2 separate regions of the Mus musculus genome follow, and region 1 is linked to region 2. The links are chromatin contacts, called in public promoter capture Hi-C maps. All regions are on one chromosome and are shown on one strand. The core of a region is the stretch at or near the end of the contact, and the rest is flanking DNA. Distances in the headings are between cores, read along the strand shown.

Region 1 (7,397 bases), core at 4,578-7,077, 1.1 Mb before region 2:
ACTCAGGTCTTCATGTACAAAGAGTATTTACAGTGAGCCATCTCCTCAGCTCCTTAGGTGGCGGTTCTTTTTGTTCTTTTTTTTTTTTTTGGTTTTGGTTTTTTTTTTGGTTTCCAGGACAGCATTTCTCTGGCTGTCCTGGAACTAGCTCTGTAGAACAGGCCAGCCTCAAACGCCTGCCTCTGCCTCTGCCTCTGCCTTGAGTGCTGGGATTAAAGGCATGTGCCACTACCACCACAAGGCTTCACCCTTAGGCTCTTTTCAATAGCATTTCTAATATAGGCAGTTTTATTATTTATTTTCCCCCAGTCAAAACCACTGCCTTAGTCAATCAAAAACAAATTAAGATTAAAAATCATATCAATTAAGAAGAAATGCAAGCAACATCTGAAGTCTTTGCCTCACTACAATGTTTTACACAATGCAAAAATTCAATAGCTCTTCAGCTGATAATTCTGATATCATCATCAGAAACGGCTATATTCATACATCTGTAAGGAAAATAGCCTAAATGGCTCCAAATATCATAACCTAATAAATCCCTTCCATCTCTGAAAATTCCTTAAAAATACAACTACTCTCTTAGTAGCAAACAACAAAAGAGAAACTGTTACAAAGAACTTCAACTACCAAAGAATTTTAATGACACTCAAAGGAGATGAGGAAAAGAGTGACTAGAATAAACCAAGAAATCATCATGTAAGGTTAAAATTTACAGGCCTTTGCTGTTTTCCATCATTCACAGCAGAATGCAGCAGTATAGGTAGGAGGAGACATAGAAAAGGCACCCCAGCCCCACAACTCAGAGCCCACAAGTGGATATATCATCAGTCACCCACCACCTCCTTTCAGCCAACTAATAGGAGGACCGTGATCTCCAACAGGGTATGCAACCAGCCCACAAAGCCTTCTACCTAAAGTGAAAACCAAGTTGTCCTAAGGCAGAGGGGACTAAAGCTCTGTATCCACACTCACCTAGAATGAGCCCCACCATGGAGCTGAGGTAGCCAGTACCACTGCCCAAATTCAGAAATGAAAGCCCAGGCTGCAGATCCAGAGCCTCCATCACCTCCGAGTAGATGCACGGGGCTGAGAGATGAATATTTCCATGTTTCCATGCCAAGTCTTTGTATGCATTTTCTTTAAATTCTTCAAGATAATAATCTGCTCGATCAATAGCGCGGAAAGCCTGCTCTACTAAGTCCGTCCGGATGTACTGGGCTTCCTTCAAGTTATCAATGAGCTCATCGTTGTCCTCCCCAGCACTCACAGCACCGCCCATGTTCAAGGTCACAGCCAAGCAAGGCTACAATTAAAATTTCAATAACTATTTACATTAAGGGCAAGAGCAAAAAAACAAATCTCTAAATATATGCTATTTCCAAATTCTCAGTTCTGAATGTAATAAAGACGGGAGTATGTTTTGTCAATAACTACTTCACCCTCCAAAGATGCCAGTATTGGGAGTGGAAATTCTAGGGTCAGAGGGATATCCCAAAGGGTAAAGCACTTGTCGTACAAAGCTCATGACCCAAGTCCACTCCCCAGAACCTACATAATGTTGAGAGGAGAGAAACGAGGGCCACAGGGTCATGATCTCCTCATGTACACAATGGCATGTATGAGCCCACACACCATAATTAGAAAAAAAAACAAAACAAAACACTAGCTCCACTAAAGATTTAAGCTAATAATAAATAACAAACTATATGGTGTTTAAGTGAAATTCAATTTTTAAAAATTTTTACATTTATTAATTTGGAAAGTATATTTGCTGGCCTATAGGTGCCACAATTTGCAGGAATGGTCCCTAGGGATCAAACTAAGATTTTTTAGACTGGGTGGCAGATACTTTCAGCCACTGAGCCATACAGAAATTCAAATTTAAATGGAATTGAATGGAATTAACATTAACTGGATCACTACATCTCAACATATACACAAACCCACCCACAAGAAGTAATACATCCAACCTACTGATTAGGTTTCTCTGGTGTTTACGTTTTAGGTAAAAACATTCACAAAACTTTCTTCCCAAATAGAACACATTGTGACACTTTATTGTAACAAACATAAAATCAGTTTCAAGGCTAAAGTTTAGCAGTAGACAGGGTCACTGCCGGGGCACTCAGAGGCCTACTTACTATATAGCTTCCTTTTCCTTGCTATCTAAGAAGTATATTTCTTATCTTCTATCCCATGTTGGTGAAGAAAGCATCCCCTTTAGGTACAACTACTAAAACAATATTCCATGATCCAGTGAACAGGGAATATTTTTTTACCCCGGAAAGGTCTTTTTCTTTCTAGAAAATGAAAAATATCCTCCCCAGTTTTATACTGACCTCGGGTGACTTTTCCAAACTAATGGCTTTATTTCTTAAAAGCTGGTGATGCTGATATAAACGGTTGAAGGAAAGACTACCAAACCACAAAAGATTAGTAGACTTTCTGAATCTCAACAGCTCCTGCTCAGGAGTTCAAGGTGATCTTCCGTGAGTTCCAGGCCAGCGTGGATTATATAAGAACCTGTCTCAAACAATAACAACAATTATGCTATGGTCCCTGTTCCCAGTCTTCTCTCTGGAATACTGGAGACAGGGCCTAGACACACCCATCCCTAGACACACCCATGTGCACAACTGGTAACAGCAGTGCTAGAGAATTAAGCCTAGAAATGAAAATCAACTACCACTCTAGCATCTTAAAAAAAAAAAAAACTTTCTTGATATAAATTCTTTTCCATTTTATGATGAAATAATCCATCTTCATAGTCAAGAAAAATATTAGATTTTCAAATCACAGTTCAATTATTAAAATTTAATCTACTTTTCAAGTGAATTCAGAGCCCTTGCCCTAAGTTGTAACTAGTCCCTAGTGCTAATAAGCTTGGGCTTAATCTTAGATAAGCCACTTAGTTCTATTGCTACACTACTGATCTAAAATAGTCATATTAAAATTTGGGACACCAGTTGAAAATAGAGTAATGTATTTATATGCTTACAGCTCAGTTTAGGAAAAAACCTTTAACACATGTCCTACATAATCAAGAAAGCCATCCTCTTCACCCTATCCCAGTTCTATAAATTAATCTTCAGCAGGTACCACATTAGATATATTTCATTTGTACTAGACATTTATGTTACTGAATTTTTTTACTGAAGTAAAAGCTAATTCCACATTAAAAGAATTCCAGTAATAATAATAATAATAAAAATCAGCCACCTGTTTTTATAGCTACTACCTACCAGACAGCACTACATTGAACATCAGAAGGTAAGGCAAGCTGGTCTGAGTTACTAAACTGCTCACAGTCACAGACTGCCAGAGGAGCTGTGGTAAAACCAGCACTGTTTAGCCAAAGGCTTTTGTTTTGTACACAATATGGATACAGGTGTTAAAGACTCACAAAAGAACACCATTCTTTGTTAACTTCTTGTTAATACTTTGATAATCAAGTATAATGTGCATTGTGTTGGTAAACTGTCATATGCTGTTTAAGTCTGTTGAAAGTGGATGATGAGAGTGAGGACTCTCCTGTACCAACGCCAGTATGTTTGTTTCTAGTAGTCTCCAAATGTTCTCCAAAGTACCTCTTCCTGGAGCTTGGTGGGTACCTAATTCTATGATGGGTGAAAGGAAGAACAAAACAGCGCAAGAGTAAAACAATTTGTCCTTGAGAATAGCTAAAAGACTAGCCATTTACAAGACTGTTTATTGCATGGTATAAAAATGCCTTGGTAGAAACAAGAAACCAGAAGTTCAGCCATGGCAATCTCAAACATGGAGAGAAAAGAAAGTTCAATTGGTAACTCCAACCGACAGCCTCAACTTCTCCAGTTGATTTCTACTAGATGACTGTAAGTGCCCAACTTGATGATGTTATCTATCTACTATCTATCTATCTATTTTTCTTAACTTGGAAGCTTCACTTGGGTTCTCTATCAGGAATTTCAAATGGCTGCTTCAAATGGAATTTTCGCAGATGATTTCTGCTGTTACCTTTTGTTTGGTCTCTCAACTGTGCTATCCCAGTCATCCCTACTAAAGTGAATACTCAACTTGATGTTTTCTATCAACTACTTCTGTTACTAACTAGTTCTTTTACTTTTGCTTGCTATATATACTTAATAAATTCACTCATTTAAAACAGAAAGTGTGACTATTGTAGATCATTCTCTAGACTACACAGAACACCAAGGTAGCCCTATCAATTGCTTTTGGTGGAGAGTGGGTGAATAATGATAGAGTGTGGTACTTAGTATTAGCTTTGTCTGACAATCTAATATTGCCTTGCATAGAAGCATCACTACTTGCTGCTGAGATAGATGTGATCAGTCACCATGTCAAAAGAAAGAAAGAAAGCCCTAAAACATACTTGAAAATACTCTCTCCAAACCAAACAGTATCACTGCACAAGAATGCAGTGCAGTAGATTCCAACTGAAAGCAAAGAACTATTTTTTAGGAGATTGTCCTTCCTTTACTACCCTACGATACACACTTTGCTACTTGCTGTAATGCTTATTACAGTTCCCATTCAGAACTGATTAGCACAGGCCAACAGAAGAAAAGGGCATAGGAAAAAAACTGAGCAGCACAGGACCCCAAGTGGACAACAACAACACAAGTGAAGCTGGACTAAAGAACCCTGTTTCATATCTATACTGCGTTTGAAAAAACTGCGACAGCTGGCCCACAGTCAAGTGGATGTCACTTTCTTAGGGGATACCTTGCTAGGAACATGTATTCTAAACCATCATCCTGCCAGCAGAACGAGGAAAATAGCCAAGGCTTCTTGTCTTGAAAACCAGAACTCTTGGAGGGTGTGCCTCAAATGCATATCACTTGTGGTCTGCATCTGAATGAAAGCTGACCAGTAGTATGTACTGACTAGGGACAATTCCTACTGTTTCGTGCGTGGAAAAGCTTTGGGACTAACCGAAATTAAAAAAAAAAAGAAAAGAAAAGAAAAAAAGAAAAATGAGTCCCTTCTCCCAAGTCTCCCAGCAAGGTCTCAGAGGAGGATGGAGAAAAGCCAGGGCAAAAGGAGAGACCAAATGCCACCACCTCAAGAGGGCCCACTTCAATTCCCTTTATATATAATCAGTGCTGAGCCTCTTAAATACCTCGTTCTAGAGACAACCTACCAGACGTAATGGAGCCCACTTTAGCAATGTCTTCAATAAGAACAGAGAACAACAGTGCAGGGCCCAAGAGAGCAGAGGGCAGATACTCAAGATGACGGAGTTGATGGCAGAGGCACAGGCCTAATAAAGAAACAAAGGGTCCAGGCCCCAGGGGTTCTCTCCAGCTACTTTAGATCTTTCCCCAAAGGGGTCTTTTTTTTCTCCTCTGTAGGATACTCTGCCTTCTTCCCAATATCCACCCTAGGTATAATTTGTTTCAATCATGGTCAATGCCCGACTTGCCCTTGAGCTAATTGCAAACATTTCCTACTTAATTAGAAATAGGTTGTAGAACTAGAGCAATCAGATCCCAGAATTAGCAACAGGCGGGGGGTGGGGGGGCACGCTGGAGGGGAGGGAGGTGCTGGGCAGGGAGATGGGGGGGCGGGGGTGACAGGCGCTGGGGTTCGAAACTCTCGGAGATGGTAAGATACACGGACGCTGGGGAACGGGTAACCAGAGCTGGAGAAGGGATATGGAGGGAAGGGCCGAGGGGCAGAGACGGCTCTACCTCGGCGCTCAGCAGCCCCCGTATTGAGTCTCGGAGAGCAGTTCTTCAGACGCTTCTGTCGCTTCGGACGGACCTCAGCCGCTGTAAACATCCGCTGCTACCTCTGCGCGTGCGCGGGCTCTACCTGAACTGAGCATGTGCGGTTGGAGGACACTCTTAAAGGGGCAACGGCACAGCCCACGAGCCTGCCACTTTCCACCCACTGGTTTGAGTTAAGTGTGTCCCTGCCTGATTGGTCAGTCACTAGGTGGTCTCCGAGCATATCCCGGCCTAATGATATGAGAAGATGCTGGCGTGTCGACGGGAGAAGGGCATTTTGCCTGCTTATGTCCACTCAAGGACAAAGCCCCCACAGTAGAAAAGGCAGGAGTTAAGAAACAAGAGTGATAGATTGGGTCCACTCTCCTGCAGGAGTTACAACACAAATGACTGCCGGCCCTGACCCTGCCAGGCTACCTGGTCCAGGGGATGGCCATCTGCACACTTGAACCTTGAACCAGCAGTTCTGGCCACTTCTAAGAAACCTACAAAATAGACCAAAGTCTAAGTGATCTTTAGGGCTACCTTTCAAGATTGTTCTGAGTTTTTGTTCTATTTCATTGGGATTGCACATCTCCTCTATACTGCTTGGAGGGTACATGTTGAAGGAAGTAGTGTCAAGAAGGAAGGAGTCTGGACGCCTGAGTCAATAGCTGTAAGAAAGTCACTCAACCTGCAGTTGATTGTGGTACGAATGAGGAGAAAATGATTCTACTATTTTTTAAAGTTTGCGTGGGAAGGCTAAAGACCCGAACTAGATAACACAATATTGATCAAAAACAAAACAAAACAAAAGTATAGGCCTAACAACATCTGATTTCATGACTTACTATTAAAATTACAGTAATCAAGAGTCATATGGGGGAAATAAATTGATGCTATCAAATACAAAACTTAGGTTAGAGCTATACAAATATAGTAAACTCACCTTTGATAAGAGAACAAATACAATTCAATGGAGGAGTGCTGGTCTTTTCAACAAAAGATGCTGGAATAATTAGACATCCACGTGTAAAAATAATAGAGACATAGCTCTTCCAAATTTGATTTCCAGTACCCAAGACACTTGGCCTTTGCAGGCACTCAGGCATGTGCACACACACACACACACACACACACACACACACACACTTAAAGGTAAAATATATCTTTTTAACACTGGCATCATTTCTCTGTAAAATATACTGTCAGAAGAATAAAAAGGTAAGACATAGACTGAAAAACAATATTCCCAAAACACATATCTGATAAAGGATTTCTAAAAATCCTTAAAACTCAACAATAAGAAAATAAACAGCACAAATAGAAACGGGAAAAAGCTATGAACATATGACTCAGCAAAGGAAATATACAGATGGCAAATGAGCATATGAACATATCAACATAATTTGTCATTAGGTGATGCAGATTTATAAAACAATGAGATATCAATACACACCTATTAGAATAGCCAAAATTTATAAAATCTATAATTCACCAAATACTGGTGAGGATGTAGAGCAACAGCAGCACATCACTTTCATTGCTGGTGGGAATGAGCAATAATAAAGATACTCTGGAAAATAGTTTGTCAGTTTGCTACTGAACTAAGCAACGTCTTAGAAGATGTGACAGCAAACAAGTGTAATGCCAGCACTTAGTGGTGGAGGAAGAAGGACCAGG
Region 2 (7,588 bases), core at 1,255-3,754:
ATTGTGAAAAAGGGTAGCAGTTTATCACCGAGTTTTATAAAAGGGAAAAGCATTCTGAGGATAAAATACAAAATGCTTCCTTTAGGTAAATAATCAGTTACCAGGATGCCTGCTGTGTTTCGCAGAATAACTTTTGCCCCCTTGAGGTTGGGTCTCATTCAGCTGACAGACCAAGCTGTCCTTGAACCACAGAGACCAGCCTGCTGCTTTCCTAGTTCTGGGATTAAAGGCTTGGCCAGAACTACATTGTTTCCATGGATGCTTTCTTTTACTCTTAAAAGGAAAAAAAAATGTAAACCCTTGAATTCTGGAGTCCTTGGCTTCTGTTGAAGAGAGCTGCAAAACAGCTACACATTTACTCAAATAGTTTTCTCTGTTGGAAGGAGGTAATTTTTGTATCACTTCCCCTTTTCCTATAAATCACCATATCTTGGTTGTAGGGGTATCACACTGGTAAGAGCCCTTGTTGTAGAAGACTCAAGTTCAATTATCAGCTTCCACAAGGTGGCTCACAATCTCACAACTCCGATTCCAGGGGATCTGACACTCTTCTGACTTAAGTGGGGTCCTAGGCATAACACATGGTGCACATTCATACATGCAGGCAGAAATAAACTGGGAAAAAAAGAAAGGTCATTGACTTTTTTCTAAATCTCCGTGAACACCAGAAGAAGTCATCAGATCCCATTACAGATTGTTGTGGTTGCTGGGAATTGAACTCAGGACCTCTGGAAGAGCAGCCAATTCTCTTAACTGCTGAGCCATCTCTCTAGCCCCAACCTCTCTCTTTCTATAGGCAGGTTGGCACAGATTCTGTTCTTCTGTCGACTCATCAGTTTGTGACACATGTGCACTCTTTATTTTTTATTTTTCCTTTGAGACTTCTCACAGTGTTTCCCTGGCTGTCTTGATTGGTTTTTATTTGTTTTTGTTTTGTTTTGTTTTGTTCTAAGTATTTCACTCTGTAGCCAAAGCTGTCCTGGAACTCAAAATCTTCCTGCCTCAGCATCCTCAGTGCTTGTAATACAGAGGTCACTACACCTGGTTACAAAGTCTGTAAATTGCTGGGGGTTTTTTGGGCTTTTTTCTGTGCTGCCAGTACCTTGTGCTCTCGGTATTGTGATGGTTGGTGTTGGGTCTCAGCTGTGTATGGATGTAGCACTGCCAGATAAAGATCTGCTGCAAATTGGACCCTGCTGTTTTTAAAGTGAAATCGAAGACTGGTGCTTTACTCTATTGCCCTCCGTGCAAAGCAGCTGGTGATTTGTTATCGGATTCTTCAGTGCTGTGCAAGTAAACGCATTTTATCTAAAGTTAGCTGTTACAGATTACTCCATGCCTAGCATGGCCCTAGGGTGGCTCTGGGTTCCATCTCCAGCACTGCACATAATAAAATGAACTGTAAGTTAAATGTTGGGTTTTAGTTTTTTATATTTAAAAATGTTTATTTAATGTGTATGAATGGTCTGCTTTTATGTATGTGTACATGCAGTGGGTGCCTGATGCCTGAGGAGGGCACTGGATCCCCAGAACTGGAGTTGTTTGGCCGCTTGTGGATGCTGGGAACTTATTTCAAGGGCAGAGTTGAGTAATCAGGGTAGGCTCCTCCTTGACTAGAATCTGAAAGGTGGTATTGAAGGATCTCACCAAGGGAAGCAGAAGCAGCCTTCTACTGTACTGAAGGAAGCCCCATGAGCTGTCATGTAATCTTGGGAAATGTTAGAAAGAAAACTACTCAAGACCTGGGCTTCTGAATGGAGCATTGGAGGCCTCTACAATGTGAGAGAGGCCTTACTAGACCGGAGCACATGTTTGTTACAGGAAGCCGAAGTTAGAGTCCAGAAGAATGGCTTCCTAGCGTTGTGTCTGTGTGCTTACATAAATAAGAAGCTGGTTGTATGGGGCAAAGCTGAGCGTCTATCCCGGCATTAACTGCCCTCAGAGCAATGTGGCTAGTGTTCACGTTGCGACCTCTTTCTGGTTTCCTTAAGTAATATGGGGGACAGTGAAGGAATATCACTGTAGTTAGCGCTAGGGGGGGAAATTCTTAAATGCCTTCGTGAGGGGACTGGGGGTGGGGCCCTTGTAGGCACGAATGCCTGGACTTTGGCTCCTGGTCCATTTTTAGGAAGAAATGGACGGGGCAAGGAGTAAAGGATAGTATGAGGGAGTGAGTCCCTGTAGGGCTGGCGCCCCTCCCCGCTCTGCACACGCCCTGCCATAGGCGAGAGCTGCAGGGCTTTGAGGTTTTCCTGGCTCCTTCCCACCGGAATCCGGTGCTGGTTTGTTCCGAAGCACCAGTCCCTGCAGACACAGAGTTTAAGCTTTTGGAATGCTGGGCCGGGTGCTGTTCAAGGATAGCTGGAGGAACCTTTTAGTGGCATTGGCTCCCAGCTTAGCCCCTTAGTTCGGGACGCGGGAATCTGTCAAGCGTGCCCGGCCAACCAGGCTGGCGCTCCGGGGAACCCGGGTGGCGCATGCGTGCAAGAAGGGCGGCACAGCCGCTCTAGCCTCGCCGTAGCTCGGTGGCCGGTCGATTTCTTCCGCTTGCCGCGCGGCCTACCACTCTAGGACGGTAGTCTCGCTGGTCTCTGCTCTATATCCGTGGTAGCTCTGGAAATGGCTGCGGGATCCCGGCGGCCGGGGTAAGTGACTCTGTACTGTGAAGGAGGGCGGAAGCCGTGTGGACCCGAACGGCACTTGGACTCCGGACAAGGTGGAGCGGCGCCATGCCGGCAGCCTAGTTCCAGCGAGCGGCGCCGATGGCGCCGAGAAAATGGCGTCGCGGCCCGCGGGGCCCTTTCCGGCCCCGGGCTGAGGGATCGCGGTGGAGCGCGCGAGGCCGGCCGGCCGGGCGGGCGGTCTGCGTCTGGTTTCTGCCGAAATCACCGGTTGTCTTGTGTAGTCCAAGATGGTCTGGGTCTGGGAGGCTGTGGAGCCCTTGATTCTGAGTCGGAGTTAGGGGCCCAGCCTCCCGAGGCCGCAGGTTCTCGACACTTGCGGTAGGGCATTCGTGGTAGGACGTGACTGGGCCTGGGCGCGAATTTGCGGGTGTACGAGCAGATATCTCATGGGGGACTTCGGGGAAGATCCAGCCTCAGCCCTGTGTAGGGCCTGGGCGTTGTCTGGGCGCTCATTGCCTCTTGCCAGTGTTGGTGGCCAGGTGTGTGTTAATGTAGATTGATCTCAACAGTGACTCTTGAGTAAGAGGCCCTGGGTTTGATTGGGAATGTTGTGTATATTTGATTTTCCACAAAAGGATGCTCCTTGTTACACTTGTCAGGCAAACTCAGTTGTGTAAGGATGACAAACAGCACACAAAAAAGATTGTGTAATTGATGACCCCTGCCAGCACTCATGACCAGCACTTTCCTCCTGCCAATCAGTGCATGTGTAGCATCATAATAGCTTGTTGAGAACGTGTGCTAGGGGACCTGAGGAGAGCTCAGGTAGGTCTTGAAGGCGAGGTGGGATGTCTTCCTGCCTTCTGTCGTTCGCAGAAGTTTTCTACTGTCAGAAAAGCTCTCTGTACCTCTTCTGGTAGGTATTGTCTTAATAGGCTAAAGAGTCTTAATTCAGTCAGTGCTGAGCACCTCAAGTAATGATTTCTCTTCAGCATATGAGTACTGTCTGTGCCAGGCTGTACACTTCTGTCAGCACAGCATGTTTTACCATGTTACACATCTGCCCTTCGATACTAGGTGACTTCGGTTTAACCCAGAAGAGCAAAGATTCATGTTGCACTTAGATCCTTACATAGTGATCCGTGTTGTAGAATCTGTTTCTTATGCTCAAGCCCCAACTAAGAAATTGTTGCTGAGTGGAGTCTCCTTTAAGTCTTAGATGACTGGGTCCTTTATAGAAACCCAGTAGTCTCTGAGGTTTTGTGTTGATTCGGTTACAAAGGTTGTGTGATTTGCAGCCAGTGATAGTGAGCTCTTTGGAAAGAGGAGGTCAAAGCCCAAAGTCTGAGTTGTGCTCATTTGTTCTGAGTGTGCAGGCTCGCCTGTGAGACAGAACATGTTGACAAGGCTTTAGTTTATTTTCTTAGTGGTCATTTTGAGACCTTTATAAGGGAATGTGAGTGGGCAATTTACATAGTTTTAAAGACTAATTCTGGCCGGGCAGTGGTGGCACACGCCTTTAATCCCAGCACTTGGGAGGCAGAGGCAGGTGGATTTCTGAGTTCGAGGCCAGCCTGGTCTACAGAGTGAGTTCCAGGACAGCCAGGGCTACACAGAGAAACCCTGTCTCGAAAGAACAAAACAAAAGAATAATTCCGAAGGTTGGAAAGATGGCTCAGCTGTTAGGTGTCCCTGTTTCTCTTCTATAGAACCAGAGCTTGGTTCAAGTGTCACCTGAGGGCTGACAACCATGTCTAACTCCAGCTTTGGGAAATCCCATGCCTACTGGCAACTATGGGCACCTTGCACACAGGTGGCAGACACATTTAAAAATGATTAATTCTATGCTTGTGTTTATACAGTTTATTCCTAGGTGTTGTCTGACTGTTAGGGATAGAAAGTACAGTTTATTGGAACAGGAGCAGGAATTAGGAGCTATATCCAGACGGCCTTCCCCTGAGAAGCTTGGTAGGCACTGTCAGGATTTGTTAAATTGTAATTTAAAAGCATATGTTTGGGTCTGAAGTAGCCTTCTTGTTGCTTGTTTAAATTTGTGTTAATGTCTAGGAAGTACTGGGTGTTGCTGCTCTGACTGGCTTGAAAATAGAGTTCAGCTGAGCTGCAATAGACAATACAGGAAGCCCTGCTAGAATTCAGTGTTGGACTTCATTATCCTACCCTCCCCCATCCACCAAAGGACGGGGGGGGGGGGGGGGGGGACACGGACCCATGTATTGTCTCCTACGAATCTTAGAGAAGGAAAGGAAGGCTCCAGTTGAAACACAGCTCCTTACTTGAGTTTCAGGAGCCTCTTGGGCTTTGGCCTGAACTTAGGTAGCAAGCTTTACAGCCTCCTCAGAGTAATGGCTGAACCTGAGTTAGGAGGGAAGGGATGGGATGGGATCCAATTGGGTCTACTTAGGGCCCTTGTGAATCTTAGCTAGATAGAAAGGGTGCTTTATACAGACAGACAGACAGCAGTTGTGGAAGCTCTGTGCTCAGTCCCCAAACTAAACTCCAGGGTCTTTATACTAAAAAGTTCCTGGTGACACTGAAGAGCCTTTATGAGTACTGACTGATTTTACAGCCGATACATTTAAGCCGTTTACTCACTGTAGAACACTTTCAGTTGAACTCATGTGCCCTTATGTTAACAGAAATATTTTCAAAGTCTAAGACAACTTAATGAAAAAAATAACATTTATGCTTTTGTACATCTGTTTATTCCACAATGACTGCTTTCTTCCATATGTTTCTGCTTCAAGTGTCACATCACTATAGGTTAGCCTCTAAAAGAGTGACTTTCCAGTGACAGTCAAGGGGCATCTGATACCTTAGTGCTGTGCAGACAGCTCTGTCAAACTATCCATTTTTACCATTTACTGTTCGTAACAATTGGAAGTGCTCCTTTTGTTTTTGGTGTTTTTTTCAACAAGGTCTTGCTATGTCTCTGGCTGTCCCGTTAGGTACTATGTTGACCAGACTAGCCTGCCTCTGCCTCCTGAGTGCTGGGATTAATAATAAGTGTTTTTATTGCCGGGCACGATGGCACACGCATTTAGTCCCAGCACTTGGGAGGCAGAGGTAGGTGGATCTATGAGTTCCAGGATGGCCAGGGCTACACAGAGAAACCCTGTCTTTATATTACTCCTCCCCCAACCCACTCCCCAAAAATGATTGCTTTTTTTGTTGAAATGAGTTGGAAAGAATATTTGACTTTAAACACCTAGAATAACACCTTTATACTATGAGATGCTATCTTTGAACTATTTTTATTGGCTTGATCAGTTTCTTGCCTTTGAGGAAAGGTATAGAACAAATGATTTAGTGACATGGAAGGTACTATTTCATTCAGTCTGTACTCCTCAGATGTGTGTTAGGATCTGCCATTGCCATGATGCTTAGGACAGTGGCACAGTTAGCTGGAGGTATCTACAGAGGGCAGGCAACAGGATTGTACTTTAGTATGTAATATGCTTTCATTGTACACAGTGGGACTTAAGATAGTAATGCTAACATAATCTGGAGCATAAATATGGAAATAAATATGAGCTCCACATCCCAGGAATCCCATATCCTTTGCTTGCAGGATTGTCCTGGAAACACTAAAAAAGGATCCTCCAAGCCATAGTCAGCCTAGGCACACAGTGTGGATACCTGGTTTCCTGGTCAGTACATAATGTGATGCTCTGCTGCTGAGGTTAAGAGCAGCAGTTCCCCATACAAAGCCCACGTCTCTGGGAATGTGAAAGGGACAGGAGGGGAACCCACTCTACTTAGGTAGCTGCTTTTTTTTTTTTTTTTTTTTTTTTTTAAATATGGAGCGCTTCATGAATTTGCATGTCATCCTTGTGCAGGGGCCATGCTAATCTTCTCTGTATTGTTCCAATTTTAGTATATGTGTTGCCGAAGTGAGCACAGGTAGCTGCTTTAAGAGATTTGATGTTCGCTGGGCAGTGGTGGTGAACGCCTTTAATCACAGCACTTGGGAGGCAAAGACAGGTGGATTTCTGAGTTCGAGGCCTGCCTGGTCTACAGAGTGAGTTCCAGGACAGCCAGGGCTATACAGAGAAACCCTGTCTCGAAAAACCAAAAGAGAGAGAGAGACAGACAGACAGAGACAGACTGACTTGATGTTCTACTCCAAACAAGGCTAGTCTTACATGGTTTCTAGTTTCTGGCCACCAGTAGACTTTAAATTTCTTCCCTTCATTGGTACCAAACTTAAAAGCCTGTACCTTTTAACTAGAAGGAAAAGAATTTAGGATACAGAGACACTTGGAGGCCTGGCTGGAACATCAGTTCTGACAGTGGTTTTTCTCTTGACAGTGCTGCTTTTTGTCCTGTGAGGTTTTGTTTTTGTTTTGTTTTTACTCCGAGACAGGGTTTCTCTGTATAGCCCTGGCTGTCCTGGAACTCACTTTGTAGACCAGGCTGGAAACTTAGAAATCCACCTGCCTCTGCCTCCCAAGTGCTGGGGATCAAAGGCGTGCGCCACCACGCCCGGCTCTCATGTGAGGTTTAAATCAAGATTTTTATGTATTTATTTATTTTTATGATTTCCTCATGTTTCTTTTCTTCAGTTTTTTTGACCTGGCCAGAATGATTTAATAACATTGTGATTTGGTAAATAGCATTTGATTTGCTGAGCAGTAGACATTGAGAGAAATGAAAACTGGATTTCTTATCTCTCACACATCAGCATGTGTGATAGTCAGGTTTTGCCGATGCAGATCTTAGGGCTCAATGACAAGAGCCAGGCATTAGAGACTGCTGGGAAAGGGTTACATGGACAGCAAGCTGCTCCCACTGAGGTCAGGAGAGGAAGCTTCTCATTTCTGAAGAAGATGAATTTTATATAAACTTAATTTACTGTGTGGGAATTAAGACTGAGTTGTAAAAGAGCCTTTCCTTGATACATTTTCATTTTTCATAAACAGTGTTAGCGTCTTCTCAGTCCCTTT

What was found. Capture Hi-C pulls out chosen DNA fragments and counts their contacts.
Region 1: a contact with region 2 is called in a promoter capture Hi-C map of liver, with 2.5 times the contacts expected there. The contact joins the promoter of Pcmtd2 here to the promoter of Dido1 in region 2. A contact is called at or near these places in 2 of 39 promoter capture datasets (erythroid cells and liver), 1 of 115 datasets of contacts at active chromatin or transcription factors (bone marrow-derived dendritic cells) and 2 of 9 other capture datasets (adipose tissue and liver).

The regions. Positions count from the first base shown.
Region 1 is chr2:181,836,284-181,843,680 of GRCm38.p6, reverse strand. Pcmtd2 (protein-L-isoaspartate (D-aspartate) O-methyltransferase domain containing 2) reads right to left here and starts at 5,827. Exons shown (of 7, transcript NM_153594.3): 1 at 5,697-5,827; 2 at 2,343-2,526; 3 at 976-1,306. The coding sequence starts at 1,282.
Region 2 is chr2:180,697,018-180,704,605 of GRCm38.p6, reverse strand. Dido1 (death inducer-obliterator 1) reads left to right here and starts at 2,504. Exons shown (of 16, transcript NM_175551.4): 1 at 2,504-2,645. Gm22502 (a small nuclear RNA gene) reads right to left here and starts at 6,543; the gene lies at 6,437-6,543.